Linked DNA regions of Mus musculus: region 1 is linked to region 2. The links are chromatin contacts, called in public Hi-C maps. All regions are on one chromosome and are shown on one strand. The core of a region is the stretch at or near the end of the contact, and the rest is flanking DNA. Distances in the headings are between cores, read along the strand shown.

Evidence for each region. Hi-C and Micro-C count contacts between places; a contact is called where the count stands out from the background.
Region 1: a contact with region 2 is called in a Hi-C map of the MNK3 cell line, with 4 times the contacts expected there. The contact joins two enhancer-like sites. A contact is called at or near these places in 1 of 15 datasets of contacts at CTCF or cohesin (embryonic stem cells), 7 of 484 Hi-C or Micro-C datasets (B cells, the MNK3 cell line, brown adipocytes and 3 more) and 1 of 9 other capture datasets (embryonic stem cells).

What each region holds. Positions count from the first base shown.
Region 1 is chr4:118,553,965-118,559,391 of GRCm38.p6, reverse strand. It overlaps Cfap57 (cilia and flagella associated protein 57), which reads left to right. Exons shown (of 23, transcript NM_026789.5): 23 at 4,482-4,841. The coding sequence ends at 4,696. It overlaps Gm52677 (a long non-coding RNA gene), which reads right to left and starts at 5,015. Exons shown (of 3, transcript XR_003955099.1): 1 at 4,946-5,015. Within about 2 kb of position 1,766, at least 1 of the 459 cell types and tissues checked has an H3K27ac peak or open chromatin away from gene starts, as enhancers often do. A contact at or near this core is called in the MNK3 cell line, where this site is marked.
Region 2 is chr4:118,091,619-118,097,938 of GRCm38.p6, reverse strand. All of the region lies in intron 2 of St3gal3 (ST3 beta-galactoside alpha-2,3-sialyltransferase 3), which reads left to right. Among named protein-coding and RNA genes, the nearest start is that of St3gal3, 40 kb to the left of the region's middle. Within about 2 kb of position 4,213, at least 1 of the 459 cell types and tissues checked has an H3K27ac peak or open chromatin away from gene starts, as enhancers often do. A contact at or near this core is called in the MNK3 cell line, where this site is marked.

The sequences.
Region 1 (5,427 bases), core at 517-3,016, 460 kb before region 2:
GTGCAAAATACGCATTCCTCAAGTTGCTTAGGGACCTGGCCCATTTGATATATATATATATATATATATATATATATATATAATATATTATAGTATATGTATATATCATATGCATATATACATGTGTTGTACATTATATACATTATATGTGTGTTTATATTATATGTATATACACATAATATATGCAGATATACATTATATACATCTATGTATATGTAATACATGCACATATATAATATATTATACTTATTATATGTCATGTGAAATATATATGTATGATATATATGTGATATATATTGTACACACACATATATATATATATCTCACATTGTGCTTCATATGTGTCTGGTGCTTCTAACTCAGCCTCTCTGCTTTGCATTCTTGTTTGTTTGTTTGTTTTTGTTTTTTGGGTTTTGTTTTTGTTTTTCAAGACAGGGTTTCTCTGTACAGCCCTGGCTGGCCTCGAACTCAGAAATCTGCCTGCCTCTGCCTCCCAAGTGCTGGGATTAAAGGCATGCACCACCACTGCCCGGCTGCATTCTTTATGTTACATAAGCATAAACTTTTTAGAGCCTAGAGGGATGATAGAAAGGAAGGTGGGGAGAAAGAAAGAGAAATCTTCCAAACCAACAGAGGGAAAATAGACCAAATTTGGGGGAAAATTAAAGAAGAGAAACGTGACCCCGGGGTACAGAGAGGAGTGAATCCCTAACTACTTCCTCATTTCCCATCAGGTTTGGGGCTGAGAACACAGCTTATTGCTGAATCTCTACCTTATGCATGAGGCTGCTGGACTCAGACCCCAACACTGCAAATCACAACAGTGGTGATAATAATAACTTAATTGTTTAAGCAATACCAGCCATCTGTCTATGGAAGGAAGCCTGTGAGCAGCGTGCAGAGAGGGACACTGATCAGGTCTGGAAGGTGACAGGTTCTGAGCAGAAAGGGAGCAAGAAGAGATTGGGGGTGTGAGCAGAGGGGCAAGAGCTGACTTCCCACAGCCGTGGAAGAGGCGGCAGCCCCTGCAAGACTCGCCCAGTATGAGGAACAGGCAATATGCTGTGAGAAAGAATGGGAAGAGACCAGTGAGAGGTGATGGGAGGACACAGGAAAAAGCACAGCCCAGGCCCTAGAGATGCTGGTAAGCCAGAGTGGGAGACAGAGCAGGAGACAAGCAGATGTGCCACATGAGGTCCACTGGGCCATCTTCTACATGCTGCACCCCCAAGAACATTCACGGGACAATATGACCCAAGCCAGGCATGTTTCAGGGAACTGCTCCAGGACAGCCTCCAGCCTGTAGCCATGGGTGTGGTGGCTCTTCCTGGCCCCTGTGCAGAGCCTACCACTGCCCACTTCTGAGGCCCCTCACTCAGTAATTGGACATCCCAGGGGGCCTTAAAAGTTACAGTTTAGGGCTGGAGAGATGGCTCAGCAGTTAAGAGCACTGACTGCTCTTCCAGAGGTCTTGAGTTCAATTCCTAGCACCCGCATGGTGGCTCAATCCATCCGTAATGGGATCTGGTGCCTTCTGGTGTACATGAGGACAGTGTACTCATATATATATATAATAAATAAATCTGAAAAGAAAGTTAGTTTAAAGCAAGATTCTTAGAACACACAGAGGTGCTGTGGAGAAAACAGGCCACTGTGGCCAGGCCTGTGGTAGCCAGGAAGAGAAGCTGGGTGCTGAATCTCTCAAGCTAACCCCAAGTGTGCTCAGGACTGTGGTTTCCCAGGCACCTCATCCCCCGGGAAGCCAGATGGTGATTGGTTAAGTATCTGCATGTGAAGGCTAGTGGGCAGGTCCTGAAGACAGGAGCTGATACAGAGGTCGTGAAATCCAGGGCAGTAGTTTCCAGAGTATCAGGAAGATGAAGGGTTGATACTTGGGGGGGCTGGGAGGTGTGTGGGGGACCACTAAGAGATCATGAACATGTGACTGCAGAAAAGGACTTGTAGGAGTAAAGGCAGAAAAGAGGAGGGACCAGACTCTCCAAGGAAGAAGAGCAAGATAAACCAATTGCTCTTTAAACATTGGCCCCATCACAATCATTAGAGGCCAAGGCAAGGCTGACCACTGGCCACCGCTGACTATTTATTTGTAGAAACAGTTTCTCCCTTCACCTCCAACATCTATTCTTTTCTAGTTTTTCCTTTAGAGCTACAGAAAAGTGCTGGCTGTAGGAAGGAGAGACAGGCGGTACCATTTGTTAAGATGGATGGAGAGGGAATGGAGGTCAGAGTTCAGGTGTGCTGCTGTGGGAAAGGGAAAGTTTGTGGGCTGTGCAGCAGCCTAGACAGTCAGCAGCCTAAACAGTCAGCAGCCTAGACAGCCAGCAGCCTAGACAGTCAGAAGCCTAGACAGTCAGAAGCCTAGACAGTCAGAAGCCTAGACAGCCAGCAGCCTAGACAGTCAGCAGCCTAGACAGCCAGCAGCCTAGACAGTCAGCAGCCTAGACAGTCAGCAGCCTAGACAGCCAGCAGCCTAGACAGTCAGCAGCCTAGACAATCAGAAGCCTAGACAGACAGTCAGCAGCCTAGACAGTCAGAAGCCTAGACAGCCAGCAGCCTAGACAGCCAGCAGCCTAGACAGTCAGAAGCCTAGACAGTCAGAAGCCTAGACAGTCAGAAGCCTAGACAGCCAGCAGCCTAGACAGTCAGCAGCCTAGACAGCCAGCAGCCTAGACAGTCAGCAGCCTAGACAGTCAGCAGCCTAGACAGTCAGCAGCCTAGACAGTCAGAAGCCTAGACAGTCAGAAGCCTAGACAGTCAGAAGCCTAGACAGCCAGCAGCCTAGACAGTCAGCAGCCTAGACAGCCAGCAGCCTAGACAGTCAGCAGCCTAGACAGTCAGCAGCCTAGACAGTCAGAAGCCTAGACAGTCAGCAGCCTAGACAGCCAGCAGCCTAGACAGTCAGCAGCCTAGACAGTCAGAAGCCTAGACAGTCAGAAGCCTAGACAGCCAGCAGCCTAGACAGTCAGCAGCCTAGACAGCCAGCAGCCTAGACAGTCAGCAGCCTAGACAGTCAGAAGCCTAGACAGTCAGCAGCCTAGACAGCCAGCAGCCTAGACAGTCAGCAGCCTAGACAGTCAGAAGCCTAGACAGCCAGCAGCCTAGACAGTCAGAAGCCTAGACAGTCAGCAGCCTAGACAGCCAGCAGCCTAGACAGTCAGCAGCCTAGACAGTCAGAAGCCTAGACAGTCAGCAGCCTAGACAGCCAGCAGCCTAGACAGTCAGCAGCCTAGACAGTCAGAAGCCTAGACAGTCAGCAGCCTAGACAGTCAGCAGCCTAGACAGTCAGCAGCCTAGACAGTCAGAAGCCTAGACAGTCAGCAGCCTAGACAGCCAGCAGCCTAGACAGCCAGCAGCCTAGACAGTCAGAAGCCTAGACAGTCAGAAGCCTAGACAGTCAGCAGCCTAGACAGTCAGCAGCCTAGACAGTCAGAAGCCTAGACAGCCAGCAGCCTAGACAGCCAGCAGCCTAGACAGTCAGCAGCCTAGACAGTCAGAAGCCTAGACAGTCAGAAGCCTAGACAGTCAGAAGCCTAGACAGTCAGCAGCCTAGACAGTCAGAGCCTAGACAGCCAGCAGCCTAGACAGCCAGCAGCCTAGACAGTCAGCAGCCTAGACAGTCAGCAGCCTAGACAGTCAGCAGCCTAGACAGCTGGCTGCAGAAGAAGCACTGGCTCCTACTGCTACTTTTCTCAGGAGCACACAGCAGGCCAGACATTGATGGGAAGGCCCGGCCTGAAGGGTTGGGCTGTCTCAGGTGCAGGCTGGGCAGGATAGATGAAATGGAAGAACAAATCGATTAAAAAATGGGGGTGAGAGGTTGCCAAGAAAATGAAGGGGGTGGGGGACTCACGGTGGATATAAGCAGTCAGAGAAGACTGAATTTAGAGCCCATCGCACGGGTAGGAGGGAATTACAGGAAGAAGCAGTCTCATCTTGATTACTGAGTACAAACAGTGAAATGATCTGTGGTCAGGTTGGCACGCTGGCATGGGACATGGGCCCCAGAGGTACCCCTGGATACTGAAGAAAGAGGGGCAGGTGGCATGGCATGAAAGCCAGTGTTCCTGCTGGGAGCCCAGCCCTTTGAGGCCCTGGCCTGACAAAAGCCACAGACTCTCTGAATGCCCAGGATAGTGGCAAACCCCAAATCTGGGAAGATGGCAAGATCAGAAAGCTTCAGAAAGCATTAGCAGATGCCACAGAGAGAGAGGAGAGGAATCTGAATCCAAAAGCATCATCCTTACCAGAGGACTGGTGGCTGGGACTCCAGCATCATCTGTCCCCTGGGGAGTTACAAGTGACCTCAGTGAGGCACTAGGCAGGCTTACTCCCCACTTGGAGCTATGGTGAAGTGGCCTGTTTACCTCTTCCTCTGTGGATGCTCCAAGGATGTTTGGAGGGGTTGGGGACGTCAGTAGTCCAGTAAACAGGCTACAGTGACCCTGCTTTGTCCCCTACAGTGATAAGCAAGGACGTAGTCGGCAGCACCTCTACTATGAGGCTGAACGAACAGGAGGAAACCGGGAGAATCATCGAGATGCAACGTCTGGAAATCCGCCGCCTCAGAGACCAGATCCAAGAGCAGGAGCAGGTCCCAGGCTTCCACACCATTGCCGGAGTTCGGCTTCCTTCCATCGTCGACTCAGATGTGGATTTTGAAGTGCACACCAAGTGACCTCCGGTGAGCCATTTCCAGTCACAGCCAGAAGCACGGGAGGCACCGGGTGTCTGTCACAGAGCCAGACTCCTACCCAAGTCCCACCAACCTCTTTCATCCTGGGAAACTGGGAGTAGGGTCAGAATAAAGGTGTTTGCTCACTATCTTGTCCAGCTTCTGCTTAGGGTGGGGGCACACAGGAAAGCCAGGAGGAGGGAGTACCTGAGGACTGGTGGTGACTACTCGCTCACATCTTAAGTAGCTTACCTGTTGCTTCCCTCCTAGTTCTTGTCTCTCTCAGCCAAGTCAGGACCAAACAAGGTCTCCTCTGGTTTCTTCTTCCTTATGAAACATAATGAGGGATTTCCTGTCCTTCCTCTGTCTTCACATCTGTGTTTGTGTGACCTTGCCTGGCTCCTCCTTTTCTGGGGACACTTTATACTTTTCTCTCCAGGGTTGCATCTGGGTCATACCCCAAGGAGCCACATGTAGGTACCAGGAGAGAGACTCTTTTGGACAATAACAAGCAAAGGAGTGTAACGCAAATGTCCCTGGCTTCTCTTGCAGAGAACAGATACCTATATAGGTATTTAATCCCAAGTCCTTCTTAGTGGTCCCCCTTCTAACTGCATGAAGCCTGCCATCTCCCAGGTTCCTCAGTTTCCCTTAGACTGCTTTGCCAACACTATAGCCATTGCCCTGGGTGCTTTCACAGCCAGACCAGAACTCTGCTGTCCTAGTTCCAAAAT
Region 2 (6,320 bases), core at 2,964-5,463:
AACACTAAGAGCAGAAAGGACACATGCCTCACGGAAGAGGCTGAGGAGAACCATTTACACGAAATCCACACACAAATGAAGACCTTAGCAACGCCTCAAGCTTTCAGGTCAGGGCTGGGATGGCTCTATGGTTACCCGAATGCATGAACTGACTGCCTATGGCAGAGGATCAGGGTTCTGTCTCTAGAACCTACCTCCTGTGAGTCCGTGACTCAAACTTTGGGAGTGTGTGTGTGTGTGGGTCCAGTCCCACTCGCTCGTCCTCCTTGAACACCTGCAGATGTGCACACAGGCATTACGAACACATAAAGACAAAATTTTTAGAAGGAAAGATCCCGAGGAGTGTGGTCAATTAGGAGAAAGGAAAAGAGCACCTCTGTGACAGAGCTAATTGTAGTTCCCGTCACTGTGACAAATGCCCCAGAGCAGCAGAGAGAAGAATCAGTGACTGAGTGGAGCAAGTGACAGCGTGGCAGTCAGGAACCGGAAAATGTCCACTGCTGTCTCCTTTTCTGCTTCCGTGCTCTCCAGGCCCCCAGCCTGGGAGGTGAGGCCACGCCCCCACCTCCCCCAGTTTGTTAGTTCTCCTTGGAAATACCCTGAGAGACACACCTGGGATGTCCTTTATTCCTCTCCCAGAAACTTGTGGTTGTAATGAAGCTGGCAGTCAAGAGGAGGCAGGCATCAGTGCCTTAGGCATCTAAGAGTCAGGAAGAGACGAACCTTAGACGCAGACATCTTAGACGGTGACAGACGCAGCGGTGCACTGCGGTCTCAGCGCTTGGAAGGTGCAGGAAGAAGGATCATCCTCAGCTACAGAGCCAGGCTAAGGCCAGCCTGAGCTACATGCGATTGTTAAAACAAATAAACAAAGGATAAACACAGTGGTGGCAGAAACCCCAGAAAAATCATAGGGAGAAAATCCTGGACTTCTTTACACTAAATGTAAAGACCTTGTGTTACTAAGGACAGCACAGGCAAAATGAACATCTGTATGTTATGACTGCCAGGAAAGAAAGCGGCAGGGTTTGAAATGTGCAAGAGTTGATGTACAGAACATGCAGAGCTGCATCGAGAAAGAAAGAGGCACCCTGATGGGCTTGGTCGGCAGAGTGCTGGCTTAGCGTGCAGGAAGCCCTTCTCTGATCTCCAGAACTGTCATTGGAGCGTCAGGCTGCATACCTGAAATCCCAGTATGGGGGCGGGGTGGGGTGGCAGCAGAATTGGAAGGTCTGAGTTCAAGGCCAGACTGGGCTATGTGAGACCCTGTGCAGAGATGGAGAGAAACGGGGAAAGGTCTCAGGATCTCAACAGGAAACGGCAAAGAACTGTACCAGGCATTTTAAAGAATTAAGAAACTACTGAGACTGGCTGTAAGAAAACAAACTCTCAGGCTACAAAATACTCAAGTTAAAACAAAATATCTGTTTCTCCCTCTTTGACAAGAATTTGAAAGCTGAATAATGTCTTATGCTGGTCAGAATATAAAAATCCTGTAACCTGTAGTTCTGCTGGCAGGAGATAGAAGGTGCAACCGCTCTGGAGAGCCCTGTAATGTGATTGACTTAAGCATACACATGAGCGTTGTTTCACCCAGCACGCCTCCCCTTCCCCTTGATATTCCACACAGCTCAGCAGAGACACACGTTTTGGACCAAGCAGCTAGAGGGAGTGGCCTTCTGCCCTGAGGATGGGGGTGAGTAGGCAAGAGGTGGGATGATGTCATAGACGGAGGGTAGGGGTGAGTGGGCAAGAGGCAGGGCGATGTCATAGATGATACACAGCAATTTAAAGCAAGAAGGTACAGACATAAGACATGGATAGGATGTAAATGGAAAACCCTGTTTGAATGAATAAAAGTCATAATAACACAGTTTACTTTTATAAGTTGAAAGAACACCATCAGGTGTGATGGCTCACAGCAGTAATTTCAGCACTTGGAAAACTCAGGCAGGAGGATTCCCATGAGTGTAAAGCCAACATGGGATAGAGTTCCAAAACCAAAACAAACCGGCAAAGGTACTTGTACAAAGATTGTAAGGTAGGCTGTAAGATGCATGAGCTGAAACATCCTGGCACCCGAGAGGCAGAGGCAGAGGCAGAGGAGGCAGAGGCATCTCTGTGAATTCAAGACCAGCCTGATCTACAGACTGGGTTCCAGGACAGCCAGAGCTACATAGAGAAAGCAAAACAGAGAGATAGAGAGGGAAAAGAGGAGAGGAGAGGAGAGGAGAGGAGAGGAGAGGAGAGGAGAGGAGAGGAGAGGAGAAGAAAGAGAGGGAGGGAGGAAGGGAAGGAGAGAGAGAGGGAGGGAGGGAGGGAGGGAGGGAGGGAGGGAGGGAGGGAGGGAGGGAGGGAGGAGAATAAGCTGAAAGATCAAAACTGTTGAACTTGGGGCTCTGGCTCAGGGTTGGGCTGCTTGCCTAGCCCGCAGTAAGCTATGGATTCAGTTACCAAAAAAGAAAAAGAAAAAAAGATAATTTTTACCAAAATTAAAACTGCCTGCTATTCAAAAGATGTAATTAAGAGAATAAAACAGGGCTGGAGAGATGGCTCAGCGGTTAAGAGCACTGATTGCTCTTCCAGAGGTCCTGAGTTCAATTCCCAGCAACCACATGGTGGATCACAACCATCCGTAACGGGATCTGATGCCCTCTTCTGATGTGTCTGAAGACAGTGCCGATGTACTCACATAAAATGAATAAATAAATCTTTTAAAAAAAAACAAAACAAAAGAGTAAAACGGTAAAACTCAGAATGGGAAGGTACTTAATACCCGGTGTAGAATACCCAGCAGTAAAAATTCAGTCCTCGGCTAGATTTATGTGCAGAATATAAGGTTTTTATGACTAACAGTGAGACAGTAGATGCCTCATAAAAATGAGTGAAGGCCGAGAGCTGCCTCATGAAAGAGTCTGAGGAGGACTGGAGGGCACAGGCGACAGACAGTTCTCAGCCTTGGTCACTGGGCACATATACAGAATAATAAGGCTGTGTCAACACAGGCCTGCACTGGAATGCTACCAACCTCGCCATTTGTGATGGCCCCAGACTACAACACAGACCAGATGTCTGTCAACAGATGGATAGACAGACAGAATGTGGCATTCCAGAAGGGCATAATGTCACATGCCTGTGGGCCCAGCACTGGGAGGTTGAGATGTGAGAATCAGGAGTTCAACTTCATCCAACACTATGTAGCAAACTCCAGGCCAGCCAGGCCACACAAGACCTTGTCTTAAACAAAATGTCTTTAAAAAAAAAAAAAAAAAAAAAGACACAGCCCTATAATGGAGTACCATGCAGCAATGTAAAAGGAGCCAGTTGAGGACCTGGAGAGACACGGCTTAGTAGGTAATGCTTGTGTAAGCATAAGGGCGTGAGTTTGGATTCCCAGCACTCCTACTGAAACACTGACATAGTAGCTCACACCCAAATCCCAGCACTCGGGAGGCAGAGGCAGGAGGTGCTCTCTGAGTTCGAGGCCAGCCTGGTCTACAGAGTGAGTTCTAGGACAGCCAGAGCTCTACAGAGAAACCCTGTCTCGAAAAACCAACCAACCAACCAACCAACCAACCAACCAACCAAGGTAGCCTACAAAGGAGACCCTGTTGCATGGTTCCTTCCATAAGAGAGTGAAGTTAGTGGTTCGTAACTGAGGGGCAGGTCAGTCTTTCTCTGCAGGGAGAGTGAAGGAAGGCACAGGGTGCAGGGCACAGGAGGTTCCAAGACCAGGTGCAGGGCACGGGAGGTTCCAAGACTGACAGGAATGAGCCATGGATGCTGTGCTGAGGGATTCGTGAACGAGAGTCCGACCAACTTTTTTTTTTTTTTAAGATTTTATTTATTTATTTATTTATTTGTTTATTTATTTATTATATGTAAGTACACTGTTGCTGTCTTCAGACACTCCAGAAGAGGGAGTCAGATTTCGTTACGGATGGTTGTAAGCCACCATGTGGTTGCTGGGATTTGAACTTCGGACCTTCGGAAGAGCAGTCGGGTGCTCTTACCCACTGAGCCACCTCACCAGCCCCCCGACCAACTTTTTAAGTTATATACTTTAATGCAGCTTACTGCCTGCAAATTCTCCAGTGGAACTGATTTGAAAAGTTCCACTCTAGACTTAAAGAAATCCAAACTGTCAACACAGCAGGATGTGGCCTGGTTAGGGAGTGGGCGGTGAGGAGGGTAGGGCACTGTGACCCAATTTATGTCATTCATAGGGTATGACATCCACCCAGTGTAGTGGGACAGTTGTTTCTGTGTGCCTGTACCTCCCATGACAGTTAGGACAGCTATATCAACAAAGATGGTGAGCAGGGACAGGAGCCCACAGACACTCAGAGTGCGGGAATACTGAGACAGAACCATCCTTGCTGAGGGTCAGAAGCCATGCAATACTGAGACACCGAACCTCCCCGATTTGTTTTAAAATTCAACATCATTTCCAATCAAAATCTCAGAAAAGTTGAGTTTTCCCCCTCTCTCATTTATTTATTTATTTATTTATTTATTTATTTGTTGTTTTTATAGAAACTGACCATGGATTTAAAAATTTATATGGAAGTAAGGACATTTTTAGGAAGAAGCAGGTGGGGGAGGGTTCACACCACCTGCCGTGAGGTGTATACAGTAGCCAGGAGAGGGAGCGTTGTATAAAGAACACTTGCAGGTCAGTGGGACAAGAGTCCAGACGTGGATCTACATGTATGAGGCCAGCGGATGTGTGACCAGGGTGACATTCAATGGGGACAGTGCAATCTGTTCACTTAATGGTTGCAAGAAATACAGGCGTTGACAGTGACCTCTCCAGCTGCATTTACTAGAAATGGAGACTCCTTAACCTTCCTCATGCTGTGACCCTTCCGTACATGGTGCGGCGACGTCCAAGCATAAAACTGTATTTTTGCTACTGTTATGAATTGTAACAGAAATGTCTGGTATGGGCCCCTCACCCAGGGGTCATAGTCCCTAAGTTGATAACCAGGGGCCTAAGCGGAGAGAAGACTGAAATCTACAGGTGCAGAAGGGAATCCAAGTGACCTTCAGTTTGGCAACAGTTTCTTAAATGATGTAAGAAACGCTTAATATATTGAACTTGATAAAAAAGTAAAAATTTAGCCAGGTGGTAGTAGCATACACCTTTAGTCTCAGCACTAGGGAGGTGGGGACAGGTGGATCTCTGTGAGTTTGAGGCCAACCTGGTCTATATAGTGAGTTTAGGGACAGACAGGGCTACATAAAGAGAAACCCTATCTTGAAAAAAACAAAAAAAGTTTAAGAAAATGAAAATTGAGCCTAGCGTGGTGCTGCAGCTTCAGGAGGCTGAAGAAGGCGGCTCTCAAGGCCAGCCTAGGCACCAGAGAGAGAACTTAACGCAAAATGCTTGTTGTAACCCCTACACTCTGAACATGGAACGATCAGAAGTTCAGGGTAATCCTTGGCTACATAATGCACTCCATGCCAGTCTGGGCTACAGGGAGACAGAACCTGTATCAACAAGCAAATCATTACAAAGCTTCTATTATTTTTATTTTTTAAGAAAGGTTTTTATGGCCGGGCAGTGGTGGTGCATACCTTTAATTCCAGCACTTGGGAGGCAGAGGCAGGAGGATTTCTGAGTTCCAGGCCAGCCTGGTCTACAGAGTGAGTTCCAGGCCAGCCTGGGCTACGCAGAGAAACCCTGTCTCAGGGTTGGGGGAGAAAGGAAAAAAGGAAAGAGAGAGAGAGAGAAAGGGAGAGAGAGAGAGAGAGAGAGAGAGAGAAAGGGAGAGAGAAAGGGAGAGAGAAAGGGAGAGAGAAAGGGAGAGAGAAAGGGAGAGAAAGAAAGAGGAAGGTTTTTATGGGGCTGGAGAGATGCTGAGTGGTTGGTTATGAGCACTGGCTGTTGTCTCAGAGGAACTGGGTTCAATTCCCAGCTCTCATATGGTGGCTCATAACTGTCTGTAATTCCAGTTCCAGGGGATCTGACACTCACACAGACACACCAATGCAGACAAAAGAAATAAATTTAAAAAAGAAATATTTGTATGTATATGCATATGCATCACATTCATACCATGCCTGTGGAGGCCAGAAGGTGTTGGATTTTCTGACACTTGTGAGCCATCTGGGTGATGGAAATTGAACCTGGGTCCTCAGAAAGAACAGCCAGTGCTCTTAACCACTCCCCAGCCCCATTTCTCTGTTTTTACACACACATGCACAAACACACACACACACACACACACACACACACACACACACACACACGCACAGGTACGCCCGCACACAATGAGATTTGGTCACCTCCCCCATTACTCTCTCCCTTATTTCTC